Linked DNA regions of Mus musculus: regions 2, 3 and 4 are each linked to region 1. A link is a contact called in public Hi-C and promoter capture Hi-C data. All regions are on one chromosome and are shown on one strand. The core of a region is the stretch at or near the end of the contact, and the rest is flanking DNA. Distances in the headings are between cores, read along the strand shown.

What was found. Promoter capture Hi-C pulls out the DNA fragments that hold promoters and counts their contacts. A called contact is a pair of places that touch in the nucleus more often than the background predicts.
Region 2: a Hi-C map of B cells shows a contact between it and region 1, with 6 read pairs. The contact joins the promoter of Phc2 here to the promoter of Zmym1 in region 1. A contact is called at or near these places in 1 of 39 promoter capture datasets (embryonic stem cells), 1 of 484 Hi-C or Micro-C datasets (B cells) and 1 of 115 datasets of contacts at active chromatin or transcription factors (astrocytes).
Region 3: a promoter capture Hi-C map of hippocampal neurons shows a contact between it and region 1, with 3 times the contacts expected there. The contact joins the promoter of Zfp362 here to the promoter of Zmym1 in region 1. A contact is called at or near these places in 1 of 39 promoter capture datasets (hippocampal neurons) and 1 of 115 datasets of contacts at active chromatin or transcription factors (large pre-B cells).
Region 4: a promoter capture Hi-C map of stem cell-derived epiblast-like cells shows a contact between it and region 1, with 4 times the contacts expected there. The contact joins the promoter of Ak2 here to the promoter of Zmym1 in region 1.

What each region holds. Positions count from the first base shown.
Region 1 is chr4:127,059,541-127,062,725 of GRCm38.p6, reverse strand. Zmym1 (zinc finger, MYM domain containing 1) reads left to right here and starts at 1,572. Exons shown (of 8, transcript NM_026670.5): 1 at 1,572-1,730; 2 at 3,067-3,185.
Region 2 is chr4:128,652,534-128,655,981 of GRCm38.p6, reverse strand. It overlaps Phc2 (polyhomeotic 2), which reads right to left and starts at 1,280. Exons shown (of 15, transcript NM_001195130.1): 1 at 1,166-1,280.
Region 3 is chr4:128,804,153-128,807,631 of GRCm38.p6, reverse strand. It overlaps Zfp362 (zinc finger protein 362), which reads left to right and starts at 1,520. Exons shown (of 9, transcript NM_001081098.1): 1 at 1,520-1,620.
Region 4 is chr4:128,991,741-128,994,826 of GRCm38.p6, reverse strand. Ak2 (adenylate kinase 2) reads right to left here and starts at 1,603. Exons shown (of 7, transcript NM_016895.4): 1 at 1,391-1,603. The coding sequence starts at 1,483.

The sequences.
Region 1 (3,185 bases), core at 323-2,822:
TCTACAGAGTGAGTTCCAGGACAGCCAGGGCTACACAGAGAAATCCTGACTCGAAAAACAAAAAAGAGAGAGAGAGAGAGAAGGGGGGAGGGGGAGAGAGGAGAGTGCGTAGAGCAAGTGAAGGCTATGGTGGTACATACCTTTAATTCCTACATACCTTTAATTCCAAGCTCTCAGAAGGCAGAAACAGGCAAATCTCTCTGAGCTCTAGGCCTGTCTACACAGTGAGATTCTGTCTCAAAGGAAGGAAGGGAGGGAGGGAGGAAGGAAGGAAGGAAGGAAGGAAGGAAGGAAGGAAGGAAGGAAGAGGTGAGAGCCAGTCTTGGAGGGCAGAGAATCTCTGAATTTGAGGCCAGCCTGGTCTATAGAGTGAGTTCCAGGACAACCAGGGATACACAGAGAAACAGTGTCTCAAAAAAAAAAAAAGAAAAGAAAAGAAAGGAAGGAAGGAAGGAAAGAGAGAGAGAGAGAGAGAGAGAGAGAGAGAGAGAGAGAAAGAAAGAAAGAAAGAAAGAAAGAAAGAAAGAAAGAAAGAAAGAAAGAAAGAGAGAGAAAAGATAGATGGAAGTTATGGTCAAAGACAAGATGAATAGATCATTAAACTTTATATTTTTCTTTACTATTAAGACTTAGAAGCCGGGCGTGGTGGCACACGCCTTTAATCCTAGCACTCCGGAGGCAGAGGCAGGTGGATTTCTGAGTTCGAGGCCAGCCTGGTCTACAAAGTGAGTTCCAAGACAGTCAAGGCTATAGAGAAACCCTATCTCGAAAAACCAAAAAAAAAAAACAAAAAAACTTAGAAATAATCAAAATGATCTGCTCCCTCCTTAATTCTTTAGCTATACCCATCTGTCCCTACTTTTTCATTCCTCTTTTTCTGAGACTATTTACAACCATGTTTTTAAAGTTGTAACTCAACATCTGAGTCACTAATGTTGCATTAGCCCTTAATTTTATTTATGTATGCATGTATGTATTTATTGTGTTTATGTGCACATTGCGGAGGTCAAGGAGCAATTTGCAGGTATCTGTTCTCTTCTTCCACTAAATGGATTCCAGTGACAGAACCCTGCTAGTCAGACTTTGCGGTAAACTCCTTAATAGGCTCTGTCATCTCGTTGCTCTGTCTCAATCCCCCAGCTTTTGTTGTTCCGTTTGTAAAATAAGGTTGGTTTTGAATTTTTAACCACACACCTTCATCTTACAGGCCTGTGCCCCCTCACTCCTGCCTTTAAGGACCCAAATATGCCCATGTGATGACATATTCCCTTAATACCAGAACTAGGGAGGCAGAGTCAGGAGAACCTCTCTAAGTTCAAGACCAGCTTGGTCTGCATAGTGAGTTCCGGGACAGTCAGGGGTACATAAGTGAGACCCTGTCTTAAAACAAAAAAAAACAAAAAACAAAACAAAACAAAAAACGAAAAACGGGCAGCTAAGGTGACATTAAGGATAGCCTAAAACTAAACCCCCCTGACCCGCCCCGTCAACCTCTCCTGCTTAGTCCATCCCCCGCCTCCGCGCCCCAGGCGGACCGCGGTGCGCATGCTCAGCCGCAAAGGCCTCCGGGAGAGGGGCGGAGCCGGCGGGGTTGTTTGCACGGCAAAATGCGAGTGGGCGCTTCCCGCCGCTGAGTTGGAGACAGATCAGCCATCCTCGTGGAGCCGCTCAGGCCCGCTTTTCCAGAGAGAGGCGGCATTTCTCCCGTCCTGAGGAGGGTGACGCGACAGGTAGGAAGACCACAGTGTCAGGAGAGTCGTGCCCCCGGCCTCCAGGCTTCTTAGCGTCCTGGCCTCTGTGCGGTGACTGAGCTTGGTGCGTTTGGTCTCTTGCGGCTTCTTTCTGTAACTGCCTTCCGTTACACCTGTGGCTCTCTTTCCATTAAGCAGTGTATTTTTCAGACATAAACAGATTGGGTGTGTTGGCCCTTGCCTTTAATCCCATCACACGAGTGGCAGGGGGTTCTCTGAGTTCGAAGCCAGGCTGTTCTATAAAGTCTGTTCTAGGCCAATCAGTGCTACTTAATGAGACCTGGATTCAAAAAACAAAAACATCGGGCTGGAGAGAGATAGAAGCAAATAGTTTTATCTGTAGAGTTCTGTGAGTGAAATTTGCAGGTTAGCGCTGGCGGTGGCTGCCCATTTTTCTAATCCTGGCAGGGAGGCAGAGGCCATTGGATCTCTTAGTCTACAGTGCTAGTTAGAGGACCTTGAACATTGTTACTTGTTACATTGTTACTTCCAAATATTTCCAAGGAACTTTTCTTTTTTTAAGATTTATTATATGTAAGTACACTGTAGCTGTCCTTAGATACTCCATAAGAGGGCATCAGATTTCGTTATGGATGGTTGTGAGCCACCATGTGGTTGCTGGGATTTGAACTCAGGACCTTTGGAAGAGCAGTCGGCGCTCTTAACCACTGAGCCATCTCGCCAGCCCCCCAAGTAACATATTTGGACTGTGGTTCATTGCTGGTAACTCATACCAATAGTAAGAGATTACTGTACATTTGTTTGTTTGTTTGTTTGTTTGTTTGTTTTGGCTCTGGGGATGGTTGAAACTGGCTATCATGTTGCTCACAGTTACCTTGAACTCCTGATCTTTCTTCCTCTGACTTCCAAGCTCTCCTATTTTGGGATTTTTTTTTTTTTTTTTTTGAAATGTAAGGAGACTCTGTGAAGAAGAAAAGGGCAAGTGAGATGGCTCAGAGGGTAAAGATTCTTGCCCCCAAATCCGATAACCTGTTTGATCGCCAGGCCCTACATGGTATGAGGAGAGAATGAACTACCATAGGTTGTCTTGATATGTGTGTTTCTACCACCCCGAAACAAATAAATAAATGCAACTTAAAATTCCTATGTTGAGAACCCGGAAAAATGGCTTGGTGAGTAAAGGTGTTTGCAGTCAAGCCTGCCAGCCTGAGATTAATGGCCAAGACTGACTTCTCCACACATGCCATGCATCATGAGTACAGTCCCTTACAAGCATGCACACTTCCAGTGGTAATTAATGTAACTGTTAGAACTTTTACTTAATTATATGTGTATGCGTCTATGTGAATTTCAGCACACCACATGTATTCAAGAGCTGGAGGAGGCCAGAAGCTGGGGTTAAATCTCTTGAAACTGGAGTTACAGGTGCTGGGAACTGAACCCAGGTCCTCTGTAAGAGCAACAAAGTGCCCT
Region 2 (3,448 bases), core at 31-2,530, 1.6 Mb before region 1:
ACAAGGGCTAATTATCTTAGTCAGTGTAGCATCCTCTAGACACAACAGCGTGCCTGGTTTATACCAAGTGTTTGTCGTTGTGTTGATAAATACGCAACCTGCAAGTACAATTCGCATTTGATTTGCAAACCTAGGTTTGGTCGCTGGGACTTTTCATGTGGAAGCACGTTTCCCCTTGTTGTGAAGAAACGATTTGAGACTCATAAAGTAAGCTCCGACCATGAGAGCACATTAGTCTGCTTTTCATACCCCAGAGACTGGAGCATTTCCCCTCCACACTAAACCTCCTGGGGCTGGCTTGATATTAGCAGCACAGCTCCGTGCTAGCATTTCTATTGTGGCGAAGGCTAAATTACACCACGAGCCTAATGCGGCCACCAGTCTTAGTGAATTGGGGGAAGGGGTAATTAGAAGACAACATTTCTGTAGCAGACCTAGGCGCGGAGATGGAGGAGGAAGTTGATTTAAACCTAGCCATTAAAAGAATACGCCAGAAACTAAAGCAAAACAGGAGCTTCCTCTGGACACGACAACATACTCTAGTGCCCAAGGTCTGTTCCCCACGGTTGTCAGGTCAGAAAACAGGGGGCAGTGCCTACCTTGGGCACCCCTCCTTCTCTACCGTGGGACCTGCTTTGCTTAAGGAGAGAGCTCTTTTCTTCCAGTAACAACAACCACAGTTTGCTCCCCAACGCACCATCTCGATCTCGCCTTCGATGCCCAGCAACCCCCACCAGGCTTAACTCGGTATCTAAAGTGCCTGTGGCTGGGCTGTCAGGCCACGGAAGAGCAGGCGCGCGGTGGGGAGGCCGGACCCCGGTGTCTCCACAGTCCCCCAGAGGACACGGGCCGCAGGGGCGGGCCTCTCCATGTAAGAAGGCCACGCGCCCCCGAGATCACGCGACTGCAGGGACTTCAGCGGCTCTCCTACTGCCTCCCGCAAACCCTGACTCCAGAGATCGCCGCGGTCCTCATCGCGGCCGGGTCCGCGTCGGCGGTGAACCGGTGTCCACCGCGCTGCCCAGCCTTGCGCCGCAGGGCCCTCTCGCCGCACCGTGACAGCTGGGTGCCCAAAGGGTTAAACCCGCCGCGCGACGCCGGGTGTCCCCCGCGCGCCGCCCCGCCGCCGCCAGCCGGCCCCAGCGCGCACGCGCCCGCCCGTTACCTGCGGTGGCCTCCGCGCTCCTCCTCCACCTGGCCGCGCTCTCCCGGGGCCGCCCCTCAGCCCGCCCCCTCGGCTCTCCGCCGCGCACCCTGCTGGCTGCCCAGCTGTGGCCCGCGGAGGAGGGGCCTGGGGGGCGATTACCATGTATTAGCATACCGGAGAGTGTCACGTGCCCACTCCAGCCAATCGTCACTCGGAGAAGGCGGAGATTGAATTGAACACGCCTTGGTGCTGCTCTGGGACTGAACCGGTGGCCATGGCAACGGAGGGGAGGGCGGAGGAGGGGGCGCAGGCTCTGGAGCCTTGCCATCCCTTTGGAGCATCTCCTCTACCTGAACTCCGCACTGGGACTCCGGGTACTTTTCCTATTCTGCATATGGAGAGCACCTCAAATTGGTCTAGACAGGGAAATTCAGATTCCGGAAAGGCTCTGAACACTTAAACCACGTGCCTCACACTTTTCTGCAGCTAACTCTCTGGTAGCTTTAGGAAGTACATATCATAAACTTAATTTGATACTGGGGCGAGTTTATGCTCAGAGAGGCTCAGCCACACACCCAAAGTCACACAACCACCACACTACATTGTAAAGTGGAAATGTGAGAACATCAGGCCCAGGGCTCTCCTGCGTTCTTCACAATTCCAAGCGGTGGAGGGGAAGACTGTATACAAACAGTCGAAAGAAATTTCATACATCAGCAGTGGAGCACCTTTGCACTGCCCGACAATGTCCTTCTGAGGCATAAACCCGGTACACATATTACAGATGAGGCCTGGGCCAAACAGCTGTTAGGAGCCTATAGTTAATCATTCAATCCATGTGTGCTCAAGCTATCAAAAAATTTTACATCCACTCTTAATTGCACTGTTGCTATGGCCACTTTACTGATCCAGACACTGAACCATCGAAGCTGGGCAAGGAAATGTCCATACTTATTCCTCCAGTACTTCACACATTTAGATTCCAATCCTGGCTTATCCTACTCCAAAGCTATATTCTAAAGGCACCTCATTATACCAGGCTCATTGAACTTAGGTTTAGGCATAAGAACACCTTCCCTAATAGGACTGTCACTCAAGATTGAAATATATTCCGTGACAAGTGGCAAGTGTTGAAGTCACAAAACATAAAGTCACCCAGTTGGTAGGGGACTCTAGGATTCTGTCTCTCTGCCTTCATCTCTGTTGATCTGGTAATTCACTTAAAGGGACAAGCACTCCCATGGACTTGTTTAGTTCAGTGGTTCACTGATTTTAATGTAGCATGGACGGATTACTGGATTAGGCCCTGTGGTTTAAATGAACTATCTAGACACTTTAAGATCATTTAAAATATATAAATATTTCTTCCCACCAGACTGACTTAAAATCCAATTTCCTTCTAAACTGCGACTTAAGAGCACAGACAGAGAGGCAAACCTACTTGGGTTAACATTCTGCTTAGCCATTCATCAGCCGTGTGATCTATGGCAAGTTCTATAATCTGTTTGTGCCTCAGTTTCTTCACCAATAAGACAGGATAGGAATGTTGGAAGCATTAAAGAACTAATGTATTAGTTACACAGGCCTGGTCCAGTGGGTAAGAGCCATTAAAGAATTAATGTATAAAAGATATGTAATATAGGCCTGGTCCCGTGGGTAAGACCCCATCCTTGCTAACTGTGGTCATTTCCACATCTGGCCCAGGATCTCCCATGAGATACACAACCCACGTGCTCAGATCTCTCCTCCCTTCCTGGCAGTGGGACACAGAAGTTGCCTGTCATCCCCTGTGGCACATTAAACAGCCTGTTGTGCTGGTGGAGGCTTGTTATCTCTGCAAATGTCATTCTCTTTTCTCAGGACCATAAATAATTCCTGGGCTCAAAGGACCTGGTCTCTCTTGCACATCTCCTAGCACCAAATTACCGGAGTGGCTCCTTGTCCAAGAGGAGCTTGGCAAGCCGAGAGCAGCCATTAGTCAGGGCCCTTGAAGCAGTTTTATGAGGGCCTTAATGAGGGAGATGAGCTGTCCTCAGGAACTGGTGCCGTCTTTCCTGGCCACAGGAAATGAGCTCTTTGTGCTTAAAGGGTCTCAAAGCCCAGGCACAAGGAGTGTTCAGGAAGTGGCCTAGGGACTGGGCATTGTTGATACAGGCAGCCCCAGGGCTAAACAGCCTCTGCCCTGCTCTTCTCCATAGAAGGTCAAATTACTCATGCTCCTACACAGCCATAGCACCAAAGGGTGGCATGTGGTTGTAGGTGTTAAGTCTCTGCCTCCTGCTATGTGCAGAGTGTCACCCC
Region 3 (3,479 bases), core at 271-2,770, 1.7 Mb before region 1:
GAACCTTCTCAACTCTGGGCTAGTCTTTTTGTTTTCAGAACAAAGGTGTTCCTCTCTTCTCCAGGCTCATCCCAGAGCCATGTTCTGAAAACAGCCCCTATCTCTCTAGGAGAGTAGCCTTCTCTGTGTTGTCAATACCATATCATTCCAGTTAATTTTTGCCGCTTGCTTATTGTGCCTCTGCCCTATGCCCGGAATTGTGTGCTTGATGCTTTGAGAAGGAACCAACGACCTCCGTGGGTCCCACCCTCCAGCTTCCCCAATGTGTGACATCCTGTGCTAAACTGGAATCCTCACGAGGACAGCGACTTTGTCCACACTTTTTAGAACTGTGTTCCCAGCCAACTAGCGCACGTGCCTATGAACTTATACTTCCCAGAAAGCAGGATGGTTTTTTGTGTCCTTCCTTCTCTGGGATGCTTAGGACGGCAGAGGCAGCCCTGATCCTCTAGGCCTGCAGGTGGACAGCAGAGTGTGCCACAGAAATCTAAGCGGGTTCGGAATCGGGAATGCCTGCCTCCTCAGGTAGAAGTGAAGTTTAGAAGTTGACACAGCCCGCGAGGCCGAATCAAGAGGACTTGGTGACTGATTGGCTGGGGAGGGTGAGGCGGGAGGAGGAGTCGCGCAGATGGCTCTGAGGTCTGGAGCTGGGGGGACAGGCGGTGCCACCTCTGATAGACTTTCTAGAAGTGCTGTCAGCTCCTGGTCGCCCCACCGCTGAGACTCAGGCCTAGGGTTGGGAAGCGGTGTCCTGGCTTGTGCAAACTTCTGCACCCCACCCCGCCCCCACGTCCTTTCTTCAGAAATAAATAACCAAAATCTTAGCAGGGATCTTGAGCCTGGCCGTTTGTCACCGGGTGTGTGTGTGGGGGGGGGGGGGAGCACCGTGGGGGTCTGCACCAGCTTGCGATTTCCCAAGGAGGGACACCCCCACCCCTCCCGAGAGCAGCGTGACCAGCCAGTCCCGGGTCCCCAGGCCACCGCCACCCGGGAGCGGAGTCTGGGCGGGACAATGGCCGCGGCCGCCCGGGCCCCGGGAGCCCCCGTGCTGGGGAAGGGGCTGTCCTAGGGCCGGGCGCCGGTGCCCTCCCCGCGCGGCTCGGGCGGGCGGAGGGGGGCGCGGAGTTCCTTTGTGGCTCAGCCTCCGGCGCGGCGCGGCGCGGGCAGGGGGCGCCGCGCAACTTTCCTTGGCGGCGGCGGCGGCGAGCGCGAGACGAGGCCCCGGGGCCGAGCGGGGGCCCCCAGCGCGCGGCCCGTCCCCGCCCCGCCGGCCCCCTCCCCTCGCCGTCGCCAGCGCCGGGCGCTGCCCACTCGCCGGAGCCCCGGGGCCGGGCGGGCTGCGCAGCCGAGAGGCGGGGGGCCGGACGCGGCTCGCTCGCGGGGCCCAGCGCGCCGGGGCCGCGCGGCTGCACAGCCGGCCTCCGCCGCCGCGGCGCCTGCAGAACCCAGAAGTGAACAGCAGGCGACCCGGAAGGTTTGCGCGCCGCTCCGCACCGAGCCCCAGCCGCGCGCCGCCGCCACCGCCGCCACCGCCGAAGCCGGGAGCCCCCAGCCCGGCCCTACTCGGGCCGCCGGGCTCGGGGCTGCGGCCGCGTCCCGGAGCGCCGCCAGCACTGCCAGGTCCGTGCGGGCCCGGGGCGCGCGGGGGAGCGGGCCCGCCCGCGGGAAAGTTGCGCCGAGTTGCGGGGCGGGGGCCGGGCGGGCGCGAGCGCTGTCAGCGCGGGGCGGCCGCGCTGCGTGGGCCCGGGGGTCGCCGGTGCCTCGGGCCGGGCCCCGGGGCGGCCGTGGCTGCGGCGGCTGCGCGCGCGGGGTAGGCAGCGTCTCCCGCGGCGTGTCTGGGGTTCGTCTCCGAGTGTGTGCGTGTGTGTTTTCCTAAGCCGGGCTATTCAAACCTGCTGCAATTCTCCGGTAAACAATGATTCATGGGGCTTAATGCAAATAAACGGATTGCAAACGGCGCGGTTCGCGCACTTTGCAGCCGGCCCGGTGGAGCGGCCAGTGCCGGATTTCTCCGTTTTTTTGCAGATCTGCAGAATATGGCGTCCCTGTCCTGTTTTAAAAATAAGCCAGGCTGCCATTTTTGTTTTTCTTTTGTCTGAAGATTTTAATAAAACTGTCTGAGAATGTGGGAGAGGCGGCTGGAAGCAGAGGGGGCACCCGAAGGGTTGGCTTTTTTCCTTTTCTTTGGAGAGAGCCGGGAGCCTTTCGGGGAGGTGAGACACAATACAATTACACTTTAAAGGAAAAAATAAGGGGGAGAGAAGCTGCCGGGTGATTTGGGGGGAGGGGGCTGGGAATTTAAAGTTAACTCTGAAAGTTTTCTTTTCTTTCTTGCTTTTTTTTTTTTTTAAGATTTTTTTTTTCTTCCCCTGAGGGCCCTGAGATGCCGCGAAAGGATATGGGGGCCCATTTCTCTGTTTCTTCCCACCTAGCTAGTCGCCTTTGCAGGGTTTTTGGGAAAAGTTAACTGCCGGTTTCCCCAGAACTGCGTGGGTGGGGATGTCGTGTGTGTGTGTGTGTGTGTGTGTGTGTGTGTGTGTGTGTGTGTAGGGCTGAGGTGAGAGGTTTTGGGAGGAGTCGTTTGGACGAGGCTCTGTATCAAAGTGGTATTGTAAGGAACTATATTGTAGCCCCAGATTTGGGGGAGTTGGCTGGCTCTAGGGGCATAAAGTGGGCCCAGGGTTTGGAGCTAAGATCCCTGTCATGAGGACATGACCCTTCTTGCCACCCTGTCCTCCAGCAGTGTGGATCCTTTAGGAGCTGTGTGTGTGTTGGAGATGGAGGGAGGCTTGCCCCTTCATGGGTGGCCAGAGCCCCCTTGGTGGACAGGAAGTTTTGGTAGCCCCCTCTTGGGGCAAGTCTGGTTGATTGCAGTGGAAGAACCCCCTTCAGGTATGGGTGGTCTTCTTAGCCTCCAGAGATGGCCTCTGTTGATGAATGTCCTTAGTGGTGGGTTTTTAGCTGGGTACAGGCCTGCAGCTCCTGTGGGTCCCGATATACATAGGAGTAGCTGACTGCCTGGCCCTTGTGTTCTGGGCCTGTCCTCTGCTTGTGTTAACTCCTTTCTGCCACCCGGCCTGCCACTTTGAAGTCTCCTGATTGGACATCAGTTGAGTTTCTGAAGTGGCTGACTGGACTGGCTGGTGACTGTACAGGCAGCAGAGTGGTATGAGGCCAGGCCCATAAAATCTGAATGTGGTCTTTTCCCCTTTTGGGGGAGACTCTGTCCTAGGAGGATGCTCTGAGCCTTTGTGCTTATCTAGGGCCCTCCCCCCATTTCCTGGAGGGAAAAGTCTCCTTTCAGAGCGGTGTCCTGGCTTCACCAGGCCAATGTGAGCTCCCCAAGGGCAGCCAGTGGGAACAAGGCCTGAGAGCGTTGAGCTGCAGAGCTAGGCATGCCTGGGTCACCCGGTTCTGAACCAACAAGGTTTTAGATGGAGAAACTGAGGCCCAAGAGTCACTACTCTGCCCAGTAGAGG
Region 4 (3,086 bases), core at 354-2,853, 1.9 Mb before region 1:
CAGGTGACGTGGGTACACAGGTGACATAGGTACACAGGTGACATGGGTTCACAGGTAAAGTAGCTTGCCGTCAAGTCTGACGGTCCGAGTTCGATCCCTGGGCTCCACATGGTAGAAAAAAGAAAATGATTCCAGCAAGTTGCACTCTGACCTCCACGTATGCATCACGGCACGCATGTCCCCACACACTCTTTCTCTACGTCCCTGCGCACACACACACACACACACACACTCTCCCACCTTATGTGTGACAGAGAGAGAGAGAAGGAGGGAGGGAGACGGAGGGAGACAGAGGGGAGGTATCTTTAAAAACATAACAATAAACTCAGCAGTGCTGTGAAGAGGGAGGACAGCACTCATTTGCTTGGGAACGCAACCTTGAAAGAATTCCCTCTTTAGAGCATAGTGATCATCAAAGCTTGGGGTCTGATGGGGAGGTAGAGTTGAGGGGTGGGTGGTTGTGGCCAAAGGCTGGGCAAGAAAGTGACACCAACGGCCCACCATATGAGCTTCCAAGCCCTACGTGCCAGCATAAATCCCAGCCCTGATCTATGGCCCAGATGCCAAGCAAGGGAGGCTCTGCAGTGGGGCAGAAGGCAATCCTTGAGGCCTCTGTGAAACCGATTTCACTAACTTTGAAAAGTCACTGGACCTCTACACCTGTTTTCTTACCTGTTGATCTAGCACGTTAGCGGCCCTCAATTGCTCAATTACAACCATCAGAGCCATCTCATGCTGCTCCATGAGCACTCCCTGCCCCACTCACAACCCCCCATGATGCCCGTGGCTTATGAACCGAATCTATACATTCACCTCCAGTTTTCTGGCCAGCTGGAAAGGTTTTCTCCCATCCCCCCACCCCCAACAACACTGGTGGCTCCCGCGGCTCATGCCTCACTCTTGGCAGAACGCCTCGATAGGCATACACCAGTAACCACTCTGCCCCACGTGGAGACTTCTTAGTACCCCTAATCATTAGCCATTAAAAAAATTAAAAGTTTCACCCCCTTATGCCTAGAAATTATCCCTGACTCAGGGCAATACGCTCTCAACTCCGAGGGCGACTTGGTCACAAAGCTTTCTCCCATTCGGGCCTGTGATCCAGAGCTTCAGCCTGGGGGATCGCCCTGCCTTTCACAATTTTCAAGTAACAGTCCCTGGATGCCCTAACACGATCCTGGGTTCCCCCAAGAACCTCCACCCAGCCTCCCCCTTACTGCGACTGGGACCCTCCCCTAAACACCGCGCCACAACTGGAGACCCCGCGAGGGTCCCTGCAGGCCAGGGCTCACCACCCAGCTCCGGGGCGGGAAAGGAGCTTCCGGCTCTCCGACCGCCCTGACCTTGTAGCTTCTCGGGCTCCACCGCCCGACACGGAACCGACACTCACCTGCGTCCCCTTGCCAGCCCCGGGCGGCCCCAGCAACACGGCCCGGATGCCCTTCGGAATCTCCGGTTCGGAAGCCAACACGTTGGGAGCCATGTCTTCCAAAGCTTCACTCCAACAGCCAGCCGCACACCTCACAGGTCTAGCGCTTCCAGGCCAGCGTACATCCTACTCCGGGCTCACACTGGTCGCTCGCCGCATCCGTCAACCCTCTCTACCCGCCCCCGAACTTGACGGGCACTTTCATTTACCAATCGTACGACGAGACTAAGAAAATTCTGTTTCCGATTGGGCAGAATTGGGAACGAGGAAGAGGCGGGCCAGCCTGGGAAGAGCTGGGGCAACAGAGCGCGTGCGGCTCTCGGCTGGTGTATGGAGTGGGCGGGAAAAACGAGAAGGAAGCCTGGAGCGGGTGAAGTTCTAGTTTGGCCTTTGACAGTTAATAACTCCAGAGTCTCTGTTTGAGCCCCGTAAAATTGCCTGTGAGAGTGTAAGTGGGTAAAATCACTCCCAGGAAACAAATTGGCAATAACGTAACCTTTGGACCAGTAATTCCACTTCCAAGAATTCAAAGGCAGAAACAAGGAATATGTAATGAGTTCCTGACAAAGATGTTGATGTCTAATAATAAGATTGGTTAAGTAAATTCCAACAAGTTTGTAATCTGACACCCTCTCCCTCCAGAACACCCCCATTGAACAGCACCATAACTTTGGCTATTTGGGAAGATCACATTTAAAGCTTGTCAAGGCCACGACGGTGAATTCAAGGCCAGCCTGGGCAGTTTAATGAGACCTTGTCCCAAAATGAAAATGAAGATAGCTGGGGCTGGCTATAGTACAGAGACAGAAGTTTTGGGCTCAATCCCCAGGACTGTAAAAATAAAACACATATGCATATATGAACACAGACAACCTTCCTGACTTTTAAGTCAGCAGAAAGACAGTTTTTATCCAGAGAGATGAGCCTGTCTTGAACAAGGCAATGATGTCGCCAGCTTTTAGGTGTGTCAAAGTTTCATCCTGTCCCAAAGGAGCCTTTCTCAACTGTAAGTGCAAGTGTGATTAGGAAACCATTCTTGCCCCACAGGCACAGTGCAACCATTTTCTACACCCTAGTGGTAAATGATGTTAACCAGCTAGCCAGATGGCTCAGCTAGTATAGACACTTGCCACCAAACTCTGAGGACCTGCGTTTGATTAACAAGACCCCACCCCCAATGAAAGAAAGAAGAGAACCAACTCCCACAGGTTGTCCACCGAGCTCCACATGTGTGCTGTGGTACACATATCTGCGCGTACATATATGTTCACACACAGAAAATAAGAAATAAATTCAAATGAAAAAAGAGAAACTAACATTCATACTTCTTGCTCATCCTGGATTTTCATGGGAGCCAGCTTGATCTGGTTGGGTTCTCTTAGTGGCCTTGAAGGAAGCAGGGGTTTATTGTGTCCTTTTTAAGACCGGAAGCGGAAGTAAGAGCTGATCACTATATAATTACATGGTCACAGGATTACAAGTAACACTGTGAACTAAGGGGCAGGGCAAAGTTCAGTCACTGGTGTCTAGCACTCAAGTGTGAGGGCCTGCGTTCTGGTGCCCGGCACTCAGGTAACGTCAGCAACTGTTTACAACCCCAGCCCTGAGGAGGTAGAGATCGGCAGACTCTTGGAGCTCACTGAGCAGAAAGCCTAGC